Regions from separate parts of the Mus musculus genome. Here region 2 is linked to region 1. Evidence: chromatin contacts called from public promoter capture Hi-C data. All regions are on one chromosome and are shown on one strand. The core of a region is the stretch at or near the end of the contact, and the rest is flanking DNA. Distances in the headings are between cores, read along the strand shown. Region 1 holds the start of Capn8 (calpain 8). Region 2 overlaps Capn8 (calpain 8).

Evidence for each region. Promoter capture Hi-C pulls out the DNA fragments that hold promoters and counts their contacts.
Region 2: a contact with region 1 is called in a promoter capture Hi-C map of hematopoietic stem and progenitor cells, with 2.7 times the contacts expected there. The contact joins the enhancer-like site here to the promoter of Capn8 in region 1. A contact is called at or near these places in 20 of 39 promoter capture datasets (the 3T3-L1 cell line, 3T3-L1-derived adipocytes, the C10 cell line and 13 more), 8 of 484 Hi-C or Micro-C datasets (8-cell embryo, Sertoli cells, cerebellar granule neurons and 5 more), 3 of 115 datasets of contacts at active chromatin or transcription factors (embryonic basal ganglia and embryonic stem cells) and 3 of 9 other capture datasets (liver, macrophages and pancreatic islet).

The regions. Positions count from the first base shown.
Region 1 is chr1:182,562,836-182,566,795 of GRCm38.p6, reverse strand. Capn8 (calpain 8) reads right to left here and starts at 1,789. Exons shown (of 21, transcript NM_130890.2): 1 at 1,499-1,789. The coding sequence starts at 1,735. It overlaps Gm46248 (a long non-coding RNA gene), which reads right to left. Exons shown (of 4, transcript XR_001779884.1): 3 at 2,743-2,872; 4 at 2,315-2,648.
Region 2 is chr1:182,631,997-182,636,469 of GRCm38.p6, reverse strand. It overlaps Capn8 (calpain 8), which reads right to left. Exons shown (of 21, transcript NM_130890.2): 21 at 4,118-4,386. The coding sequence ends at 4,363. Among named protein-coding and RNA genes, the nearest start is that of Capn8, 69 kb to the right of the region's middle. Within about 2 kb of position 2,524, at least 14 of the 459 cell types and tissues checked have an H3K27ac peak or open chromatin away from gene starts, as enhancers often do. A contact at or near this core is called in the HPC-7 cell line and hematopoietic stem and progenitor cells, where this site is marked.

The sequences.
Region 1 (3,960 bases), core at 540-3,039:
GCTTGGGATAGATGCTGAGCCCACACGGTGAGACAAGGAGCTAAGAGCACTGGAGATCAGCGCAACCAGCTGCTGTCTCTGGGGTAGAGTTGCCGCATTTCACCCATGTAAACAGAAAAACCCTAAGGGATTTCAACCTCCCAACAGAGCGTTCATCTTGAGAATCCAAGTGTGATCTGGCAACCTTCACGTAGACAAATGTGTCTTCCGTTCCTTGAGACAAGAGCCTAGGTAGACCTTCTACTTAGAAGCATAAGAACAAGCAGAAGCAGTCATACTCCCCCCGGGTGTAGATCCAAAAGAATCACAGTCAGCTACAATAGTGACACTTGTGCACCCATGTTTATTGTAGCTCTACTGACAATAGCCATGGTATGGAGTCAACCGGGTACCTATCCACAGATGAATAAATAAAAAAATATATAGTTATGTGGGGCTATATGTGTGTGTGCAGTATTGTTCACTATAAAGAAGAAAATCATGTCATTTATAGGAAAATGGACAGAAGCAAAAAAAAAAAATCACCATTTTACCTGAAGTGAACCCAATTCACAGAGATAAATATCACATATTTTCTCTTGTATGTGTGTAAAAATAAAGGGCTATCAGGATGCAGAAGAGCAAATGAAGCAAACACCTTAATGTCCAGGATTATTAGATGCAATATATATATATACACACACACACACACACACACACACACATATATATATATATATATATATATATATACACATATATGCTCCCAAAGTAAAGAAAGGGTTATCCTCAAAAGTGCAAAGTCAAACAAAAAAGCAAGCAGAACCATTGAGAAATGAGCAAAGGTTTTAAACAGTTGTCCCTCTAGAGGATGCACCCATGATATAGAAAGCACAGCATCCATTATCATCAGGGACATGTACATCAAGACCACAGTGTGACCACACCCACCAACTTTAGGATGGCCTCCACCTCTCTCTTCTCTCCAGCCTTGGTGGAACCTTCTATGACCTTCAGTAACCCATGTCCCTCAGCAGCGATGCTATCACAGTTTGCCCCTAGCTGACTGTGTCTAACCTTGGTTTGTTCCCCTGTGTGCTGGCCCGGGGGCACTGTGCAGTGCTAAGTACCCTGTGTTCTGTGTCTCTTACACGCAGGACAATTACACCCTGAGATTTATTTCTCATTCTCCTAACCACACTGAAATACAATGGTTCCAGCCGCACTATTTTTAGGGTGGAAAAACTGAAGCTCAGAGAGCTGTCGCTCAAGGCCACATCAGCAGAGCCAAGGCCACATCAGCAGAGCCACTCATGAGGTCTGACTTGTCCAGCTCTAAAGCTTGTGTGTGTTCTTCCTTAGAAATAATGTTAGGAAGTAAGGCGGATATCAGAACTATAGGATCTGAAAACAGAACCCTGCACTGTTACTTACTTCAACTCTTGACCTGATGTGACAACTCTGTACCCTGTGTGACACTCAATTGTGCCTTGCCATGGTCACTTCCCTATTGCCTTACCGTGGGTCGCTTCCATATGATGCCTTGAGTTTCTGCAGAGCCTGGTCCAAGATCCCTGTAGCCCAAAGCTGACGGACATGCCGGGAATTCCGGGTCTTTAAATAGGACCCCTGAGTTCAAGCATTGCTTTCTCAGGGTCTCGAAGTCCTGGCCCAGATACTTCACAGCATTCTGGTTAGAGCCAAGGCCCTGAGCAGCTGCACGTTGCTTGGATATTCCAGCTGCCAGGGCTGCCATGGCCTGCCTGTGCGTCCTGTAGGTGACAGGAAAGCAGGGCTTCTGTGTCCTCTCAGACATCTGCCCTATGGGGATGCTGCCCTTTAAGGCAGCTCCCAAGGAGGTGTGGCCTGTAAACTTTGCACCTGAGGGAGGCCCTGTTCCAAAGGGACATGAGTCATAAACAGAGTCAAATATGTATCCAAGGTGCAGGCAACTCTGCCCCACCTTCTCCTGCTGTTCACTATTTGGACACCACAATGGAGGCTATCAGGAGTCTCCAAGTTGGATAGGCTGGGGTGATTTCTCCTCCAGAGACTCTGTAAGGAGAGGCCCTGCTCATGCCTTGGTTTTAGTCCAGTGGAAATGACTTAGGTCTGTGGGTGCCCAGAACAGAAAGAGACTAACCCTCTGCTCTTTCATTTTTACCGAGCATGGTGCCTTGCCTGCATGTACACCTGTGCACTACATAAGTGATCTGTCCTTGGAGGCCAGAAGAGGGCACCAGAGTCCCCAGAACTGGAGTTCCAGACAACTGTTAGCTTCCATGTGGGTGTTAGGAGTCCAACGCAGATCTTTGCAAGAACAGCCAGTGCTCTCTCAAACCCTAAGCCATTGCTCCATCTCCAACTTCTGCTCTTTTCAGTCACTTGTGTTCGTTTGTTACAGAAGACACAGGCAGCCAGTACAGTGTGACAAGAATTCTCTGAACTACTTACCCACAACACAGTCTCCCTAGTAACCTGCATTAATCGCCACCATCTCAAAGAGTGTTCTGGGGGCTGGCTGTAAGATGCCTCAGTGGATACGAGGGCTTGCCGCACAAGCAGGACAATCTACATTCAGAGGTAGAGACCAGAGAATAAGGAGTCTGAGGTCACTGTGGGCTAAATGGTGAGTTCAAATCCAACCTGGGTTACGTGAGACCCTGTCTCTAAAATGAAATAAAACAGAATATAAAATAATCATGATTCAGCAGTTCTGAGCTAAGTCTCTAGGACCCATATCAGAGTCTTTAGACCATTCACCTGCAGATGATTCTAAAGCGGGTTCACACTGGTCTCTGAACCAGACAGCCTCTGAGGCTGCCGGTCTTCCCGCTGAGGGTCATCCACGTGTTCAGCCCTGAGCTTGGTGCTTCTGAGAGAGCATGTTTACCTGCCAGACATGAAACAGACAAAAGCAGGGTTTCCCGTGATTCACCAGAAATACAAGGTCAGCATGACCTTCCAGGACAGGAGGCAGTTATACGAAAGCTTTGGCTCCTCCGTGCCTCAGGAGCCCCCATTACTCCCTCAACGCCTCTATTTGCGTTAACACTCGCTCAGTGTTGGGCTCACTGAGGGTTCACAGCTAAGTTTCCACCCTGCACAAGGCTGACCTACCCTTCCTCTAAACCAGAACCCCAGCTCCACCCCATCCCCTGACGTTGCCTGGAACACTGAAGATCCTAGAAGCCTTGAAGCCCTAATTTGGGTGGAGGAGGCATTTTTATTCCTGACCCTATTGCCTAGTTAACTGAGATTCGTGCTGAGTCACAGGAACCAGTGGTTGCTCTGAACACAGTTTTCTGGCCATCCCCAGCAAGCTAAGAGGAACGCCGGGCTTCTGCGTGGCTAGTGGGAGCCGGAGCACACCCGTCCTGCTGACTTTGCCACCTGTTCCCGTGTCTCTCCTTCCTCCATGGAGCATTGATTTCTGTTTAGGGGATGTCGTGTTTGTCCCACTTCAGGGCTTTGCAGGCGCTGTTCCTGCCAAACTGCAATACTCTTCTGCTCTGCTCTCTGATCATCCTTCAGACCTGTGCCCCGGAAGTTTTTCCCCAAGGCCACCCCTCAAATTTAGCCCCTCCCTCCTTTCACACTATCAGATGAGTACGCAAAGCCTCGCCCAGCACGGACTCCTGTCCTCAGTGAGTTAAAGCCTCTCGGCCCCATCAGGCTTTGTGTCCCACAAGGACACTTATCGGGACCAGTTTTATTTGCCACTCAGTCCCCGGCTCCTAGGACTCTCCCAGAAACACAGTAAATATTTGTTATATGAAGAAACAACCGCATATCTAGATTTCCAGTAGATAGATTTCCAGTAGATAAATAGATAGACCCAGGATGTTACAGACCTGGTAGCCCCAGACAGGGTCACTGGTTAGTTAATAAAGAACTCATGGGAGCGTTTGTTTTTCCTCTGTGTTTCTTCCCTATGCTTCCCTGAAGCACCGCCCCCCTCTCAGACTGACAAAAAAAAAA
Region 2 (4,473 bases), core at 1,275-3,774, 69 kb before region 1:
AAATACTTTAAAAGGTCAGTCTCTTTATAACATCCCCAAATCTCTTCATTGTGAGCTCCCTCACAATCCAAAATAAGTCACATAGTTTTTTATTCCAAGAAGGAAGAACAGACGGATCAAGGCAAAACCAAGCTCAGTGATACAAGACTCTTATCAGCTGAATTTTCAGCTTCAGAGAGCTAGCGTTGATTGTCCTGCTGCAGAAACGGTTTCACTTCACTGTGGCTGGTCTCTTATGAATCATAGCTGATCCTTCAGTCCCAGCTTTCCAGCAACCACAGACTCTTAATTAAAAATATCATACAAACGACCCTGATCGGATTTTTGCTTCATGCTAAAACTTCACAAACCAGGCCTCTGCTGTCTGCATTCCATCAAGTGCTCTCTTCCAAGCTCACACAGAACATCCATCAAGCTCTGAGGGCGAATGACTTTTCTAGCCCAGGTTGCAAGCATGTCCCTAGTCCTCCCTCAAAATGGCATGATCAGGTCTCCTGCAAGAGCCCACTCGCCAGGACTAGTTTATGTCCTGCTTTGCTTTCTATTGCTGAGACAAACACGACGCCCAAAAGCAACCTAAGAGGGAATAGACTTACTTCAGCTTACAGTTTAGAGTGGATCCCAAAGGGAAGTCAGAGCAGGAATGCAAGCATGAGCTATAGAGGGACATTGCTGACTGCCTTGTCTTCCATGGCTTGCTTAGCCAGGTATAAATAACCCAGCACAGGGGTAGCACCTTCGCTTATCCTGACGATGGTCTGCAACCTGCAAGCTGAAATAACACCCTCTCTCCCCAGGTTGCTTTTGGTAATGATGTTTATCAAAGCCACAGACAGCAAAACAGATGTGTGTTTGGAGCACAGGTTCATGTTTGGACATTCAGCCACACCTCATGCTCTTCCCCTTCCCCTTCCTTTCAGGGCTAGGGATTGAATCCAGGCCTTCCCTACATGCTAAGCAGCACGAGCCATCATCTCAGGGGCCTTCTGACTTTTTGAGATTGTCACATTAAGTTTTCCAGGCTGGCCTTGAACTCATTCTGTAGCCCACATAGGCCTTGAGCTCTCCGTTTGCCTGCCTCATCACCTGAGTAGTGGGGATTTCAGGCCTGTACCATCAAATCTGTAACACTGTTTTGAGAGCCGTGGAACCTTTAGGATGTGGGTCCCGGCTAGGCTAAAGGGACACTTTGGGCAAACCTTTGAAGGCTATGTGCTTCTGGGTCCAGCCATTTTGTCCTGTTTCTTGTCTGAGACTGATGTGAAGAACCAAGGCCATACATTCTCATCTCTGTAAACTCTGCAATGTCTTACTCACAAGGATGGAATGGAAGTCCTGGGATCATAAGCCAAAATAGACCTTTTCTCTTTAAGTTATTGTTAGAGTCTGGGGCTGGCCACTGCTGTGATAAGTTTGACCATGTGATTCTCAGGCTGTTGGAACTGGTTTGCAGGAGGCATTTGAAAGATTTTAGAACTGCAGGCTAGAGAGTAACTAGGATAGTGTGAATTCTGCCCAATGGTAGGTTCTGGTGGGAGGGCAGAAGATCAGAATGGTAATAGGACCATGGACAGTAAGGGCTGTGCTTGTAATGCTCCTGACAGATATGAAGACCTTATTTGGAAGCAGGACTCAAGGTCGTTCATGGTACACCCTGACCAAGAACCTGCATTGATTTCACTCAGGTCTTTAAGGACTAGTTCATCTGGTAGAGGAAATTTCAAGACAGTATGACACCCAGGCTGTGGCATGGTTATCACTGGCTGTTTTTAACCAAATTTACAGTGTGGAGCCACCGAAAGCAAAGACTTGAGTAGAAGAGTGTGTAAATCATTCAGAAAATGAGTCTGACTATTGTTAACGTAGTGAACCATGTGAGTGAACATTACAGGCAAAGTCACAGTAGTTGTTAAAGTCAAATTGAGTGCTTTGCCATAGTTGAAGAGATGAGGAGGGGGTGTGTGGCAGACAGGCCTCTAGGCAAAGAGCCCACCTATTGAAGACTGCAGGGTATAAACTCATTTGAAAGACCTTTATTTAAAATGAGAGTTCCTATAAAGGAGTGCCTAAAGGGGTACTCAGGAATTACTTCCCCAGGCTAAGCCTTTTGGGTATGCAGAAGCCACCGCAGCCATGGTCATTAGAATCCTGGCTATATCCTGAGTTGGAAGCAGAAATCAGTGTCATCTGCGTCTGCATGGCGCTGAGTTTTCAAGCACAAAAAGTATAATCTTAGCGATGGAATGCTTTGCTATGAGATGCCAGAGAAAAGCCTAAGACCAGGAAACGGGTAGCAGCGTTGGGCTCCCCACAGGACCTCCTGACGAGGCTGTTGAGGTGGGGCCCAAGTTTCAGTGCCGACTTCAGGATACTGAAAACACCAAGAGCAGGTGACATCTGCTGATAAAAGCTATAGGCAGTAATTGGAGGTGGCCCTCAATTTTCTCACCAGCAGCACACAGCCCGGTGTTCACTTGTAAGTAAAACTCACCTGACCCACATTAGCTCTCTTAGCTGCTTATCAGCTAAGAGCATTCCTAGTCTCTAAGGAAGGAAGTTCTGGTCTCCCATACGCCATGAGTACTCAGGCAGCAGGGACGGAAGAGGAGGGGCCACCCCAGTCCCTTGAAGCTCAGATGATGTCATCATAAGCCCCATTTGCTAGACACGGACCTATGTAATTTACTGTTTCCATGCTTGGCTTTGGTCTAATCTCTCCTTACTGGCGTCTCATCCCTCCCTCTGTACCACTCTGTACGGAAAGTATCTAACCTGTTTATTTTTGTAGATGCTCACAGTTAAGAGTTTGCCTCAAGTCTCAGAAGAAATGTTAAACTTTCCGACAGGGTTGGGACTGTTGCAACTATGGGAACTTTTGAAACTGGACTGAACGTCTTTTGTGTCCTGAGATGGCCTGTGCTTCACGGAGCAGGGGCAGAATATTTTTACTTGAAGGTAAAATGTCCCCAAAAGGTCATGGTTTGAATGTCCAGGCTGCAGCTTGTGGAAGTATTGTGAGGAAGGCTATGGGACTTTTCTGAGGTGGATGAGCTTGTGGATGCGAGACAGTAGGGATGGTCCACCCACTTCGGGTACTGGCTGGCGTGCTGGGCTCCTTGTCTACCGCTGTATGGAGCTAAGTCCTCTGCTCCCACTGTCATGGACTCTCTATGCCCTCACTCCTGGGGGTCTAAAACTTCGGAAAAGGGTGAGCCAGAATAAACGGTCCTCGCTTGAGTTGCCTCCATCCCGTCACATTGTATCATTTTGTCACAGTGAGAAGCAACTAGCGCTGCTGCTCCCCCTACTGAATCTAGGAGATCTGAAGTCAGTTGAAAGCCTTCTGGTGAATCACCATGCTTTCTGGTCAAACTCCTACAAACAACACTCATCAGACTCTTCTGCTAAAACAGAAAACTAGTCCTCAGTCAGGCTAATACAGGAGTCAGGGTACCAGCTCCCTTATACTTTGTTTTGAAGGTGGTATTGAGACACAGTGCTCTCCTGTGGTGGCCACTTGAATGAGATGCTCTCAGTAGTCGCAGGCATTTGAATACTTAGTCCCTGGTGGGTTAGGGGGGTATGGCCTTTCTGGAGAAAGTATGTCCCTGGGGGTGGGCTTCCAGAACTTAAACTGCTTGTGGTTCAAGATGAAAACCCTCGGCTTCCTGCTTCTGACAGCATCACTTCACTCTCTGCTCTGGAGCCATGAACCCAGATAAGCTCATTGTTCTCTAAGTTACCCTGCTCAAGGTGTTTTGTCACAGCAATAGCTAATGAATCTGTGTACACGCAGAGATGCTACAGCTGTGGTCTCAATTTTCTCACCAGCAGCAGAAAGCCCTGTGTTCACAAGTAGGCAAAACTCACCTGAACTGCATCAGTCCTCCAGCTGCTTATCAGCTGACTACATTCCCTGTCTCTAAGGAGGGCAGTTCTCATCTCCCCTACTCCTGGCCTGTGCCCTTTCTCCACGTTACTGAAACTCTGCCCTTCTCCCAAGAGCCCTCAGAAGCAGTCTTGCTTCCAGCAGGAGCTTCAAGCCAAGTCTTTTCCCATAGCATTGAAGCCCAGGTTGTCTTCACATGGTATATCTCCAGAGGAAGGCAGAAACCATCCTGGCCCACAACTTTAATTGATTGCTTTCCTTCTGCTGGGCCCTGGGATCAGCTCAAATAGCTCGTAGCTCGGTGCTACTGAGGATATGGGGCTCCCCAGCCTGCTCTATCGGGAAAAGCCAGTGTCTCGGGATCAGTGATTGGCTGGACAATACAACAGTCAGTAAATGACACTTGAGGATACACGTTCATAAGATTGCAAAGAGACAGGTTGGAAGCAGGGAAGTTGTTGATGTCCAGAGGGTCAGACCAGTGCACAGCACAGCCACTGCAAAAGAAGAGACACACTTAGTGCACGGGTTCTAGGGAGTGTGTGGGCTTTGGCCACAGAAGCCCTCCTGCCTCATAGGTCACC